Regions from separate parts of the Sus scrofa genome. Here region 1 is linked to region 2. Evidence: chromatin contacts called from public HiChIP or PLAC-seq data. All regions are on one chromosome and are shown on one strand. Each heading gives the region's core, a stretch centred on a gene start, on an enhancer-like site or on the middle of the called end of the contact. The rest is flanking DNA. Distances are from core to core; before and after follow the strand shown. Region 1 overlaps LOC106506135 (a long non-coding RNA gene). Region 2 overlaps CACUL1 (CDK2-associated and cullin domain-containing protein 1).

The links. HiChIP or PLAC-seq counts read pairs in DNA pulled down with a chosen protein or histone mark.
Region 1: an H3K27ac HiChIP or PLAC-seq map of alveolar macrophages shows a contact between it and region 2. The contact joins two enhancer-like sites. A contact is called at or near these places in 3 of 47 Hi-C or Micro-C datasets (embryonic fibroblasts, heart right ventricle and liver) and 1 of 2 datasets of contacts at active chromatin or transcription factors (alveolar macrophages).

Annotation. Positions count from the first base shown.
Region 1 is chr14:128,801,024-128,804,845 of Sscrofa11.1, forward strand. All of the region lies in intron 5 of LOC106506135 (a long non-coding RNA gene), which reads right to left. Among named protein-coding and RNA genes, the nearest start is that of CACUL1, 54 kb to the left of the region's middle. Within about 2 kb of position 2,513, at least 9 of the 83 cell types and tissues checked have an H3K27ac peak or open chromatin away from gene starts, as enhancers often do. A contact at or near this core is called in alveolar macrophages, where this site is marked.
Region 2 is chr14:128,709,627-128,713,201 of Sscrofa11.1, forward strand. All of the region lies in intron 3 of CACUL1 (CDK2-associated and cullin domain-containing protein 1), which reads right to left. Among named protein-coding and RNA genes, the nearest start is that of CACUL1, 38 kb to the right of the region's middle. Within about 2 kb of position 1,310, at least 6 of the 83 cell types and tissues checked have an H3K27ac peak or open chromatin away from gene starts, as enhancers often do. A contact at or near this core is called in alveolar macrophages, where this site is marked.

The sequences.
Region 1 (3,822 bases), core at 1,263-3,762, 93 kb after region 2:
CCACGTCCTCTGATGCGTGAGCCAGGCGTGCAAGGCAGCAAGAGATGAACTCACTGGCTCTGAAAGTTTACTCAAGGCCTTGACTGCCATGCTATGAGAGGCAGAAATTGCTGGTTCCCTATCAGGATTTATTCTCCCGTTCTTCCTTAGAAACAGAACTCTTGTTTAATTCAGGGCCGCAATGTGTCCGGCTAGAAACTACATTTCTCAACCTCACTTGCCCCTGAGTGACTAAGTGCTGGTCAATGAAATATGAGCAGAGGTTACTGGGTATGATAGCCACAAAGAACAGAAAGCTGAGATGCACATTTTCGCTCTTCCTTCTTCCTCTTCTTCCTCTTTGGAGGAGATTCCTGCTTAGAATATAGATGTGATGGCTGGTGCCCCAACAATCATTTTGGAGCAGAGGCAAACTTGAGGACAAAAGCTACTCTCTAGCAATGGTGAAGCCGAAAGACAGAAGCAGCCAGGTCTCTGATCACAGTGGAACCCTCCTGTCAGCCCTGAAACACCTTCCTCTATGAGATGGAAAGCAAAACAGCTGAGGTCAGGAGTTCCCTTGGTAGCATAGCAGGTTAAGAACCTGGCTCTGGTTACTGCTGCGGCATGGGTTCAATCCCTGGCCCGGGAACTTCCATATGCCAGTGGTGCGAGCCCTCAAGTGATGTGTTTGAGCTATAGATTTTTTGGCTGCCCCAAGGCACATGGAGTTCCCCGGGCCAGGGATCAGATCCATGCCAAAGGTACAGCAACACCAATCCTTTTAATCCACTGTGCCAGGCTAGAGATTGAGCCTGTGTCCTAGTGCCACAGAGACACCTCCAATCCCACTGCCCCACAGTGGGAACTCCTGAGTGATAGGTTCCCAGGAGGACAGAGACAGACCCCCCACCCCCCAAGTGTGGCTGCTGACCTTGGAGACCTGCTATGGACACCCTCTGCCCGAATGTGGAGGCTGAGTTGGGCAGCAAGCAACAACGGCCTGTGGAAAACAACCGCCTGCATAGATTAACCTCCCGCAAGGATTCAGTGCCCTCTGTCATGGGACTCGACCCCCTAACCCGCCCTTGACCTTCCCCTCCTTCATCCTTCCTGCCCCACATTCCCGCCATGAACTCCATTCAGCCAGATTCCCAGCACAGGTCCTTTATAAGCCTGGCACCTCCTCACAGTCAGGGCTGGCACCATCCTGAGCTCAGCCCGTGCCCCTCTGATGCCTTCATCAATCTCTGTTGCTTGACCACCTTGGCCTTGTGCGTTCCTCCCTCGGCAAACCTAACACTAAACTATGGTTTTTATTTGGGGGTGTGAGGAAGCTGTCTCTGCTCAACGTTGAATATTGTTTCTTTGTTTGTTTTTCTTTTTAAGGCCACACCCACAGCATATGAAGGTTCCCAGGCTAAGGGTCTAATCAGAGTTACAGCTGCCAGCCTACCCCACAGTCACAGCAACCCAGGATCCGAGCCGTGTCTGCGACCTACACCACAGCTCATGGCAATGCCGGATCCTTAACCCACTGAGCAAGGCCGGGGATAAAATCTGCACTCTCTTGGATACTAGTTGGATTCATTACCACTGAGCCATGATGGGAACTCCCTCATTGAATATTCTTTTTTTTATTTTAATTATTTATTTATTTATTTATTTTGCTTTTTAGGGCCACACATGAGGCATATGGAAGTTCCCAGGCTAGGGGTCCAATCAGAGCTGCAGCTGCTGACCTACACCATAGCCACAGCAATGCCAGATCCAAGCTGAGTCTGCGACCTACATATACCACAGCTCACGGCAATGCCAGATCCCCAACCCACTGAGCAAGCCCAGGGATCGAATCCGCAACCTCCTAGTTACTAGTCGGATTCATTAGCATGATGGGAACTCTTCATTGACTATTTTGAAACTTAATTCTCTGTTGGATATGAAGAAAACAATTTTCTCTGGTCTGTGGTTGTGCTTCACTCTACTCAAGGGCCTCTGTCAATCTGAAGGTTTTCTCGCTGTATATCGTCAAGGATGTCAGGCTTTTCCTTGGGAGCCTCTGGGTTTTGTGACTCGGTGAGGAAAGCTGACACTCCCGAGAATGACAAAAATATTCTCTTATATTTTCTGCAAAGATTCTATTCTAGTTGTTTGTTTGTTTAGCTCTTTGCTCCATCTGGGATTTATTTTCGCCCGGCTCGGTTCCTAGTGCCACGTGCACAAAATTTTAGCCCCTGCTGCTTGTTCAGGGAGGGAGGGGCTCCCTGGAAAGGGCCGGGGGGGCGGGGGGAGACATGCAGAAGCTGGGCTGGAAAAGAGCCACGCTCGACAGGAAGGGCAGAGCCATGGAGAGGGTGGGGGCAGGGAGCTCCAGCCTTGAACCCATTGGGCAGCCACCAGCGGGGGACTCCTGGCCAGTCTTTCTAATCCCTCAGAACCTGAGTTTCCCCTCGACACAATAAGGAGCTTCAGGCCTCGCGGCATGATTGTGGGGGCTGACTCGCCTCTCCGTGGCTCTGCTTCCTCCTTTCTAAAGGGAGGAAGAATGTCCGTCCTCCCAGAGTTGTGATGAGGAAACTAGCTAACACTCAGTGGCTTTACCACAGGGGGTGACGACGCTCAGTGAGTTGACGAGGCTCAGCTGAGCGGTTCTCACTTGGCTGTTCCTGTCCTTATAGTCCAATGTGGCGACAGCTGCAGCCACCTGCAGCTAGGCTGAGCCAGGTGTCTGAAACGGCTCACTCACTTGGCTGACCTTGGATGAGACCGCTGGTGGGGTGGGGGCTACCTCCCTGGTGGGGTCAGGGAGGGCTTCTCTGAGGAGGTGACATTTCAGCGGCAGCCTGAATGGTGAGGAGACAGCCACGCACATGCCCTGGGAAAGCCAGGGGAAGCCTAGGGAAGAATCCTGCCGAGGGAAGAGCAATTATGAAGGCGATGATTCCGGAGGGACCTCTGCTGGAGGAGCTCAGTGCCAGTGGCAGGTGACCCAACCGGCCAGTGGAGGAGGCAGCTGGTGTTCTCTGCCTTGGGCATGAGTTATGCAGGAAAAAAAGAACACGCGATGCAGGGGTGGGAAGCCTGTCTGGCATGAGGCTTGGGAAAGTGAAATTGGAGCCAAGGCCCTCCTTCATGCAGAAAACTGCCTCACCTGTTTAGTCCAGGCCCTCTCACTGAACCAGGATACTCCCACTTTCTTTAAGTTTTATTATTGCCACCAGCGACACGTCAGTGACAACTCAGCCCCGCAGAAATAGCACAACCGGAGACAGACACCAGACAACAAGGCACCTTTGATGAAGCGAGCCCAGCAGGCGCCCCAAACACCCCTCACTCTGTTCCCTTCTCTTCGACATGAACAGCTGCACTAATGTGAGTTTACCCATCAGATAAAAATAATTTGCTAAATATCACAGTGGAGTCATTTCTCAGTGGCTTCAGTTACTGTCATAAGACGCAGGGCTGCCTTAACAAAAGTAGTTCTTTGAAGCAAAACTCCAGATAAATGAAGCCTGTATTCACAGTTCAATTAGGTGTAGCCTGGATTATTTAGTTATTTGAGTCCGCCAAATTCAAATGCTCATCTCTTCTGGAAACACCCTCACAGACACACCTACAAGTGTTTGGCCAAATATCTGGATATCCCACGACCCAGTCTAGTGGACCAAAAACGGAACCATCACACCTGGCCAGTACATGAACTTGTTTTACTGAAACCCCCTTGTTTTACTGTCACCCCAATCTCGATGAAGAATTTGAGGCTCAAAGCTTCTAAGTGTGCCAATAGCCAGGCAGCTCATACATGGTGCCTGCCGGTTCCGAAGCCAGGGCTTTCTGACTTTG
Region 2 (3,575 bases), core at 60-2,559:
TGGAATGAATGTGTGTGTGTTTGTGTGTCACACACACAAGTTCATATGCTGAAGCCCTAACAGTGCAGCTGCATTTAGAGTAAGGAAGTAATTAAGGCAAAATGAGTTTGTAAGGGTAGAGTCCTGATCCTAGAGGATTAGTGTCCTTATAAGAAAAGACACCCACCAGGGCACATTCTCCTCCCCTTCCTCTCCCTCCCCTCCCCCAGAGCACACTCAGAGGAAAGGCCATGTGAGGGAGCACACGTAAAGAGAATGGCTGTCTACAAGCCAGAAGACCTCTCATCAGGCACCAAATCAGCTGATATCATTATTTTTGGACTTCCTAGCCTCCAGAACGAGACAAATTCCTGTTGTTTAAACCACTCAGTTTGTGGTATTTTGTTACAGCAGCCCAAGTAGATTAATGCGTTTTACAAATGCACCCATGTACTATTTAATTTTATTCTCTAAAGCTACATTAATTAGGTGCCATTTTCATATAGAAGAAACACACAAATGTGTTTGCCTACAATTTAAGGATTTGCCTAAAATTATAGTGTTTAAGAGATGACAGATCCAGGTCTTTCCAGCTGTGAATTCATTCCTGGGCAAGAGAGGTGGAGGAATGGGCTTGGCACAAAACATCAAGCCAACAAAACTGACTCTACACAAGGGCTAACTTGTAACAACCTCATAACCTGACAGCCATATCATACACAAAGTCTGGCTTTCAAACAAGGATATAAAGAAACGCCCCACTGAAAAGACTCCAAAATATTAAATTTAAACATTGAAGTTATAAAACCATTTCAGCTAAACTGTTTTAGAAATGCCCAAACAGTCCATAATATTTTAAAATAAGATTTAATTCATTTTTTTCAGTTCTACTTAGAAGCTTAGAGTATGTGTAGGGAGCTGTCCTTACTTCTAATTCATCTTCCATTACTGAGTTCTTGCATCAGGTTTGGCCACTAGGTGCTTCTTTTCACATTTTTCTTAGTCCTCCTACTGCAATAAATTAAATGTTATTCCCATTTTACATCTGAGGCAACTGGGGCTCAGAAATATTTAGTCACTCGACCACAGTCCCACAGCTAATAAGCTCAAGAACTGAGACTCAAACCTTGTTCAAACCGAGTCGTTCCATCTATTCCCATTCCTTTTTTAGCACTGTGAAACCTTCAAAAAGAAAGTTCGGTTTCAACTTCAGGGCACACCACCTACCTCTCTGCTTTCACATCCTGCTCCTCTCACATGTAGCCCAGCACAGCAATCACTAGGAACTACTAACAGTCCCAGACTCACCCTGGCTAACTTCTCCTATTCAACCTTCAAGACCTGACTCACTTCCTCAAAAGTGAGATACACAGCCCTTTAAGAGGGCACCACTGCACTTACTTGTCCCTGGGTGGTCTCTGCCGCTAAACTTTCAGCCACTGGAGGGCCAGATCTGTGTGCTATCTTTGGGTATCTAGAGCAAACTACAAAACCTGGAACGCAGTAGGTAAAGAAATGCCTTTTTTTTTTTTTTTTTTTTTTTTCCTTTTGGCATTTAGGAGAGTCTTGCTTCAATATTCATTGTTTAAATCTAAATCTTGAATCTAGCCACACTCAAATCTAAATTGCTATTTTGCTATTTAACAAGGTTATATGACATAAGGCAATTCATTTAGCCCTCTGAATTCCAATTTCCATACACATAAAAATAAGAAAAATACTAACTGTGCCACTTCCAAGATGTGTGGAGAATCAAAGAAAGTAATGTGAGCGCGTTTAAAAATGTCAACTATTACACATGTATATGGAAGCAGTAAGTAAACTCCTTTCTGAATTAACTACCCATTTGTCTGATGCTTCAGAAAAATCCAGTAACATTACTAAAGGCATTCTTTGTTAATAACTAAAGAACTGGTGGAAATGGTTCCACATTATGGGCAAACCTTTTACTCTAACTAATGAACAGAATTTCATGTTATATCTTTCTCTAAACTGCTTCAAAGAACTCTAGAAATTATATTTCAGTATTCAAAGAAATAAATTTTAGAAGTATTATAAGAAAAAGAAAATCTGAAGAGTTTCTGCATTAAAATAATTCTCCCTTTTCATTAAAGGACATTTAATCTAAAAGTCAAAAGTATGAACACTGATCAAAAGTTACACTTAACAGCAGAAAGTATAAATAAAATTGAACTCCTTAGTTATTCTTTTCAGAATTCCCAAAGCCTCAAAGCTTATGAGGATTAAAAAGCACTTTTTGCATCCAATCAAATGTCAGAACCAAAGTCTACTTAGTTGTACTTCCACATTTCATGCAGCACTTATTCAAAATCTCTTAAATGACAGACTACACATTCTAAGTCTTCTAAAATAAATCCAATCTCTTTACTAGGAACTTAGAAATAACCGTTGGTTAAAAAAAAAAAAATTAAATTGTTCCTCCTTAAAACTTAGGTTCAGTATACTTTGGGCACTATCAGGGGAAACTGCTACCTATTTGATTTATGTAATTTCACCAGAACGTATTTGGCTTGGACATTAAATTAAATTTTTCATTCTCAACATAAGCAAGCTTAATTTTCTTCCCAAATAAGAAAAAAAGCATGTCACCAGAAAAACAACCATTATTCTAAATCTGCTCCAACTTTTCATAGCAGACTTAGATTCCCTGAAATTTGCAATACAGCTGGTAGTGATATTTTAAGTCCTTCTTTTTACTATGAGTAATGCATTCAAAATACAAATGAGCTCAAGAGTTTAAAGAGTTTACTTTTCATTCCTTCCTTGCTGAACCAACCCTTGTAATTCCTTTATGTCCTTCTGGAGGAATTTTACGTATATACAAGAAAATAAATATCCCATTTATAATCTTTTCACATGAATATTAACTTAAAATCATACCAATCTATATGTACTTTTCTTAACAATGTGTCTTGGAGACTGTGTCATTCTAGTGATTCTCAAACATCTTGGTCTTAGGAACCTTTAATACTTTTAAAAATAACTGAAAATCGGGAGTTCCTGCCGTGGCGCAGTGGTTAATGAACCCGACTAGGAACCATGAGGTTGCGGGTTCGATCCCTGCCTTGCTCAGTGGGTTAACGATCCGGCGTTGCCGTGAGCTGTGGTGTAGGTCGCAGACGCAGCTCGGATCCCGAGTTGCTGTGGCTCTGGCGTAGGCTGGTGGTTACAGCTCCGATTTGACCCCTGGCCTGGGAACTTCCCATATGCCATGGGAGCGGCCCAAGAAATGGCAAAAAGACAAAAAACAAACAAACAAACAAAATAAATAAATAAATAAATAAATTTACTGGATCTTAAGTGAGAACCAAAGCTGCAAAAAAAAAAAAAAAAAATTAAAAAAAATAAATAAATAAAAATAACTGAAAATCCCCAAAAGCTTTTATTTATAATATAGGTTACATCTATTAATATTTACCTTATTAGAAATTAAAAATGTTTGTTGACAAACTAATCACATTTTCTCACTTTTAATGTTAAAATACAGTTAACTATTTTATATTATAAACCACAGTTACATATAAGTAAATATATTTTCCCACAAAAAATTGGTAAGAAGAGTGGTATTGTTTTAC